Linked DNA regions of Mus musculus: region 1 is linked to region 2. Evidence: chromatin contacts called from public Hi-C data. All regions are on one chromosome and are shown on one strand. The core of a region is the stretch at or near the end of the contact, and the rest is flanking DNA. Distances in the headings are between cores, read along the strand shown.

Region 1 (3,170 bases), core at 26-2,525, 360 kb before region 2:
CTCTAGCTGCATATGTATCAAAAGATGGCCTAGTCGGCCATCACTGGAAAGAGAGGCCCATTGGACTTGCAAACTTTATATGCCCCAGTACAGGGGAACGCCAGGGCCAAAAAGGGGGAGTGGGTGGGGAGGGGAGTGGGGGTGAGTGTATGGGGGACTTTTGGGATAGCATTGGAAATGTAAATGAGGACGATACCTAATAAAAAATTAAAAAAAAAAAAAGAATTGAAAGAACACCCTGCATTGTATTTAACCATACATTTTTAAAGCCACAGATCAACAACAGAAACAACAACAACAAAAATTACCTAAGGGGGTAGGGTTAATGAGGAGGGGGGTTCTCTGGAGAGGTCTTGTGAGATGAAATGAATATTGTTATTTGAACTGAGAAACAGAAAAAGATACGTTCCCTGGGTGAGTGATGAGCAACAAGTTCCAGTAGAATTATGTACAGTATGGTTCTGCAAGCATGTTATTCCAACAAACGAGCTTATGAGGAAATGCCATTCACTTGTTATTCAGAACAAAATTGCTATGCGAGCAAAGATCATTTCTAGTCCTTTCAATGTCCTTCCATCCTTAGAGTTCGGTTGGCAGAAAGCAGGAACCCACTTGACTAGAGAAGGTAGTCGGGGTGGACAAATGTGGGCAGGAGAAGGGAGGAGAGAGTGAGGGATACTACATTTTCGGAAGTCCTGTGTGAAACACAGTGAAACACGAGGTCTCACCGTGTTGCTCTGGCTAGCCTAAAACTCTCCAATGTAGAACAGGCTGGCCTGGAAACCTGAGATCCTCCTGCCTCTGCCTCCCAGTGCCACCATTCGGGCTATCTCCCCCTTAAACAGCAGGCGACTGCTGTGCCACCTGCAAGAGCAGCTCAGCAACTTTCTCAGGAGGCCACGCACAGATAGCAGGCACATCCCGACAAGGGGCCAGACCGTCAAGTCCCAGACTTCTTTTTCCTGCTAAGGTACCCTCGGGACATCAGCCTCGGGAGGGACAGACCCACAGGACGGCGGGGACAGGGTCGCCGAGGCCAATCCGGCCAGGCCGCGTCACTTCTGCAGGACAGCCACACGCCGGGGATCTCGGGGATGGGCGAGACCTCCCAACAAGCCCCCGAGAAGCCCGCTCGAGCCGGCTGCCGGGACCTCCCGACGCCTGCCGCCTCCAGACCTCGGCAACCCCAGGCTCTTACCAGCCTCTGCTCTCCAGAATTGGCGCCCGCAGAGAACCAGCGAATGCGCCTGCGCACTCACAGCCCGAGGAGCACGCGCGCTCCCAGCGGCGCTCACGGGAGCGAGCCCGTAAGGCGAGGGGGCGGAGTGGTGGGCGGAGTCATCGTGGAGGGGCGGGACTGGGAGAGCTAGACTGCCACGTTGCGGGAGGCGGGGTGCAAGCCCTGGAATTCGAGAAGCCTGGCGGCTGGGGTTAGGTCAGGGGCAGGTGGAAAGCCCCTTGCTCCTCTTTCCCGGGACCACGGCCAAAGCTTGAGCGGCTGCTTAGCCCACGGATTCCTGTGAGGGGCGGCTCCTGCGCTCTTCGCACTGGCGAGCCCTTGGCCAGTCCTCATCCCGAGTGGCAGGTCTTCCTCCTGGGTCAGTGCCCTACAGCAGCCAGCCTACTTTCTTAGAGCTAAGCAAAGACTACTTGCCCCAGTAAAGTTGAGAAGTTACTTCTAGTGAGAAACCGTTTCTAGAGCCTCTGGGTTGAGCCTATGAGCAGCAATAGCTACACACGGTGACATTCTCACCTCTAGGGAGGCTGAGGCAAGAGGATGGAGAGTAAGAGGGTCAGCCTGAGATACACAGCAAGACCCTGTCCCTGACCCGCCAAAAAAAAAAAAAAAAAAAAAAAACTCCGTCCCAGAATAGACACTACATGCCCCATCAGGCAACTTGAACCATCCGTTCCCACATTTGCCAAAAATAATATCCCCCTCCTTCCCTCACACCCTGCTTTTGATTTGTGCCATTTTGTAGACACCAACTCTGACATAAGTGAAAACAAATATTGAGTATTGCTGGGGGAGGTGAATTGGGGGTGGGGGAAGAAGTATGTGTTACCTGTGTGTACTTGAAGAGATCAAAGGTCGATGCTGGTGTCTTTCTCTATCCATCCCCACCTTACATTTTGAGACAGTCTTTCACTCAACCTAGAGCTCACCTGTTTGACTACACTGGAGTCTCTGCTCTCACAAAATTCTCTTCAAAAAGCATTTCCCATGCAAAAAAAGAATAGAAAGCAGCACAATGAAGTGCACACTGTCACATTAGTAGTATACACACCACAGTCCATGGGAGTTAAGACAAGACTTGGACTCGGTGTAAACTATTAACTGTCAGGAAAGGCTTCTTCCTGAATGAGCCACCTTAGCTTTGAAAGAAAAATCAGACACAGGTGATAATGGATGTGTCAGAGGGAAAAGTTATGGTTAGACCAGGGTGAGAACTAGGAAGGGTCAATGGGACAGGGGATGTGTAAAGGTCTTTGTAATGTAGGAAGTGTGCAGGACAGCAAGGTTAAAGGAAAGAATATTATGGGATGGTCCCCAAGGTAGTGTGTTGGGAAGCTTGGAATCGACTTGGAAGAAGATGCTACACTGTAGTGAATTTGATGTGATGTCAACACAACAAAATACTAACACTTGTGTGCCACTTGTGAATCAGAACCTAGGAAAGATGCTGGAGCTAAAGATAGAACGTTTTTATTTGCTGAAGAAATGAGGGAGCTAATGGGGAAGAAAGATAAGCAGCTGTACTTAAGTGAGCGTGTGTTAGCCCGCCAGGAGGAGGTGAGCTGATGAAGTCTCTAGCATGCTGACACATGCTGTCTGAAGCCCAGCACATTACAGGATCACACATACATGAAACACCTTGGACACGCCAAAAATCCATGTGTTCGTGTGTTTAAGCTTCTGCCAAATGAAAGATGAAGCATTGCTATGTTATGTCACACTGAGACCAGAAGAAAAAGGCAAGCTACTATTTAAACTAGTAACGGTAATAAAACATGTCATTCAGAAATATGAAAAGGAAAATATATATCAAAGTGATAAAAAGTTATTAATGTCCTCTTCTGGCCTCTCAAGCCAAATAGTTTTTAACTAATAGTTAAAATAATAGTTTAATAGTTTTTAATAGTGTTTATCATGGAATTGGTAAACTGTT
Region 2 (2,752 bases), core at 26-2,525:
AAAGAGAAATAGATTCCTGTAGGACAGGCCAGTGGGAAGAGGGGTTCCATTTTAAAATGCTCATTGCAATGAAAAACTATAACGTCCAATGTGAGCCAATTCATTGAGGCCTTACATTCATTTGTTGAGAACAGTGGGGGCAGCAAAAACCCTCAGAGCCAATCGGGAGCGGCAGGATGGAAAGGTCAGCCCCCGCTGGGGAGGTGTGACTATCCGACTTTGTTAAAATGATGGTATTCGACAGAAGTTACATCTGAGGTCAAGTGACCGCAATAACAGGGACAAGAAGAGCTCTCAAATCATTCTCGAGGATGAAAATGACAGGGAGCTGACATCATATCTGAGGTGAGATGAAACTCAAATCCTTGGCAGCTGCACACTTCACCTGCTGATGGGCAGCCTGACCCCACGAATCTCATAATCATACGGAGTCAAGAGGGGACCAGAGCCTGCGGCAACACGAGGCTCAGCTCCAGCACCTGTGGGGAGCTTCACCTCGGTCTCTGCTTCAGAGATGATGTTGTTAAAAGTTTCAATACGCAGCTTGAACCCTTCCAAATCTATGTCTGATTAGAAAAAATGGATTCCACCTACAGGCGTGGGATCTCTCCCCTTATGTAATTTTTCTCCACTCTGGGGATTTCTTGGCTAACGTTTTCTGCAATAAAATGTGTGTTTTAGTTCAATGACTGTCTTGATGTTATTTAAAGGTTCCACCCAATTCCATTCAAGAGGTAAGAACAGTCTCTAATCTGGGTTAATCTTCTAGTTTCAAAACTACGTAAGGAGCTCTGGGAGGTGGGCGGGGAGAAACTGATTAATTACAGCCCGACTTTCTCAGACCGACTGCAGAGGAGATGGTCTAGGTGGGTGAATATATTAACTCATGATAAAAGACTCAAGACAAGGAGGCCTAAACCACATTTGAATGGAAAGCAAGTGTTAAAATTAAAAACCCAAAAGAGGAAATGTTACGTTTAGCCAGCTGTTACAATGCTGCTACGAGCTCCATCCTCTCTTCCTTGTATTTGTTCTGATATGAGACTCAGTTGGTATGGTAGTAGTGTGCTCAAAGAAAGGTGTGTGAGTTTGTGTGTGTGTGTGTGTGTGTGTGTGTGTGTGTGTGTGTGTGTGTGTGTGCGTGCGTGCGCGTGCGCGCGCGCGAGAGCGCAAGCGTGCATGTGCACGTGCGCATTCATGTGTGTTTTCTTGCAAAGAGAGGACGTCGAGGTGTGGCCCATTTGCATAACCACAAACTGCTCTGCCTCCCCATGTACAGCAGGCTTTTCTCCCTGCCAATACATTTCGGCACCCCAAAGCCAATAAATACAGTTGTCAGCGGGGGGGGGGGGGGGGGGGGTTGTGGAGGGATGAATCAGCATGTATTTAAATCAAAGACAGCTGTGAAAGACTACCTTAGCTCTGTTCCTGGACCTGTCAAACCACTGAAGAGATTAAACATCTGACCCTCTTCATCCCCAACATTGTTCCACAAGAGACATTTCTGTCACTATTCCTGCCACTTGGCTTTCAAAGATGCCACAAAGCCTCGGGCGACCTCTGCTACATTTCAGTGGTGTTTATTGATTTCTGACCCAGTGCTTAATAGTTTTCCCAGTCCCCCTGAATGGCTTTTGTAAGCAATGGGGTTTGTGCATCTCTCCGATCAATACCTTTTATATTTACAATAAAATTGAAACTGCTTCTGCTGGGGGCACGGTCCAGCATTTGTCATCCTTCAGAGAGGGAAAACTATGTCATTATCTGAATTAAAACATTTATTTCTGATTAAGAGAGTGTCCTATCTCATTAATTTTTCCCTTTCCAATAGAACGGGAATAGAGCCCTATTGATTTCTGCACTTTTACACATCTCCACTGCTGGGAAGATAATTGAGAAGTTAGCCAGAATAAATGAAGTTTCAAGTCTAGTGGGCCAGCCAATACCTTCCAAATTCAAGGTGTTTTTATGAAGCTGGATTTTAATTTGTTGGCAAGCTGGAGCAGTAGGACTTATTCGACTGAGTAAATTGGATTAAGGGTGGAATCGGCCCTCAGCCTGTCTCCAGGAACAGGGAGGGTCTGGCTCCCCACGGACAGCACAGCCTTCCTTTGGATTTATGCTAAGACAGCTTCCAAATTGCCCTCTTCGAACTCTTGACTTGCTTCAGGAAGTGTGGATCACTGACCCAAAAGCCTATTAACTTGTGTTTCCCTTCCTCGTGCCCGTCACCTAAAAAACAACCCAGTCTAATCACAGTTTGAACTAGACCTTCAGATTGTCTGCACCAATTGATTACACTTTATTAGAATAATGGGCCCAAATCCAAGCTTCATTAAAAGGAATTCCCTCTGCTTGGAACCCTTTATTCCAGAGACCTTTCTATTACAGGCCCTGATGGCCCCACACAGGGAATACTGCTCACTCGGATATTTTTCTCATTAGAAATTAACAGTCGTTTGTACTTATTTCCATATGCAGAGCCCAAGATCTGTCTGCTACAAGGAAGGCTCCAAAATGCACAGCCTCCAGGCTAGGAGGACACAAAGCTGCAGATGAATGGCATCCCAGCCAGCTTTGGGAACGTCTTAATTTGTTATTTTCTCTGTAATTTATTTACCACTGGCCCACTGCTTTTAACACTCACGTTTGTGTCCATGTGTCTTCAGCCCCTTTAGGAAAAACAGCCCTCATCCTCTCATTAAAGAATGGCGTTGAAGGCTCAACAAGCCTTTCAGGGAAGACATTTACA

What was found. A called contact is a pair of places that touch in the nucleus more often than the background predicts.
Region 1: a contact with region 2 is called in a Hi-C map of centroblasts, with 2.3 times the contacts expected there. The contact joins the promoter of Alg6 here to the enhancer-like site in region 2. A contact is called at or near these places in 4 of 39 promoter capture datasets (cranial neural crest, hippocampal neurons, maxillary cranial neural crest and 1 more), 5 of 484 Hi-C or Micro-C datasets (centroblasts, embryonic stem cells and pre-B cells), 8 of 115 datasets of contacts at active chromatin or transcription factors (embryonic stem cells, large pre-B cells and stem cell-derived neural progenitor cells) and 1 of 9 other capture datasets (adipose tissue).

What each region holds. Positions count from the first base shown.
Region 1 is chr4:99,713,735-99,716,904 of GRCm38.p6, reverse strand. It overlaps Alg6 (asparagine-linked glycosylation 6 (alpha-1,3,-glucosyltransferase)), which reads right to left and starts at 1,275. Exons shown (of 15, transcript NM_001081264.1): 1 at 1,199-1,275.
Region 2 is chr4:99,352,939-99,355,690 of GRCm38.p6, reverse strand. No RefSeq gene overlaps it. Among named protein-coding and RNA genes, the nearest start is that of Gm35537, 11 kb to the right of the region's middle. Within about 2 kb of position 1,275, at least 20 of the 459 cell types and tissues checked have an H3K27ac peak or open chromatin away from gene starts, as enhancers often do. A contact at or near this core is called in centroblasts, where this site is marked.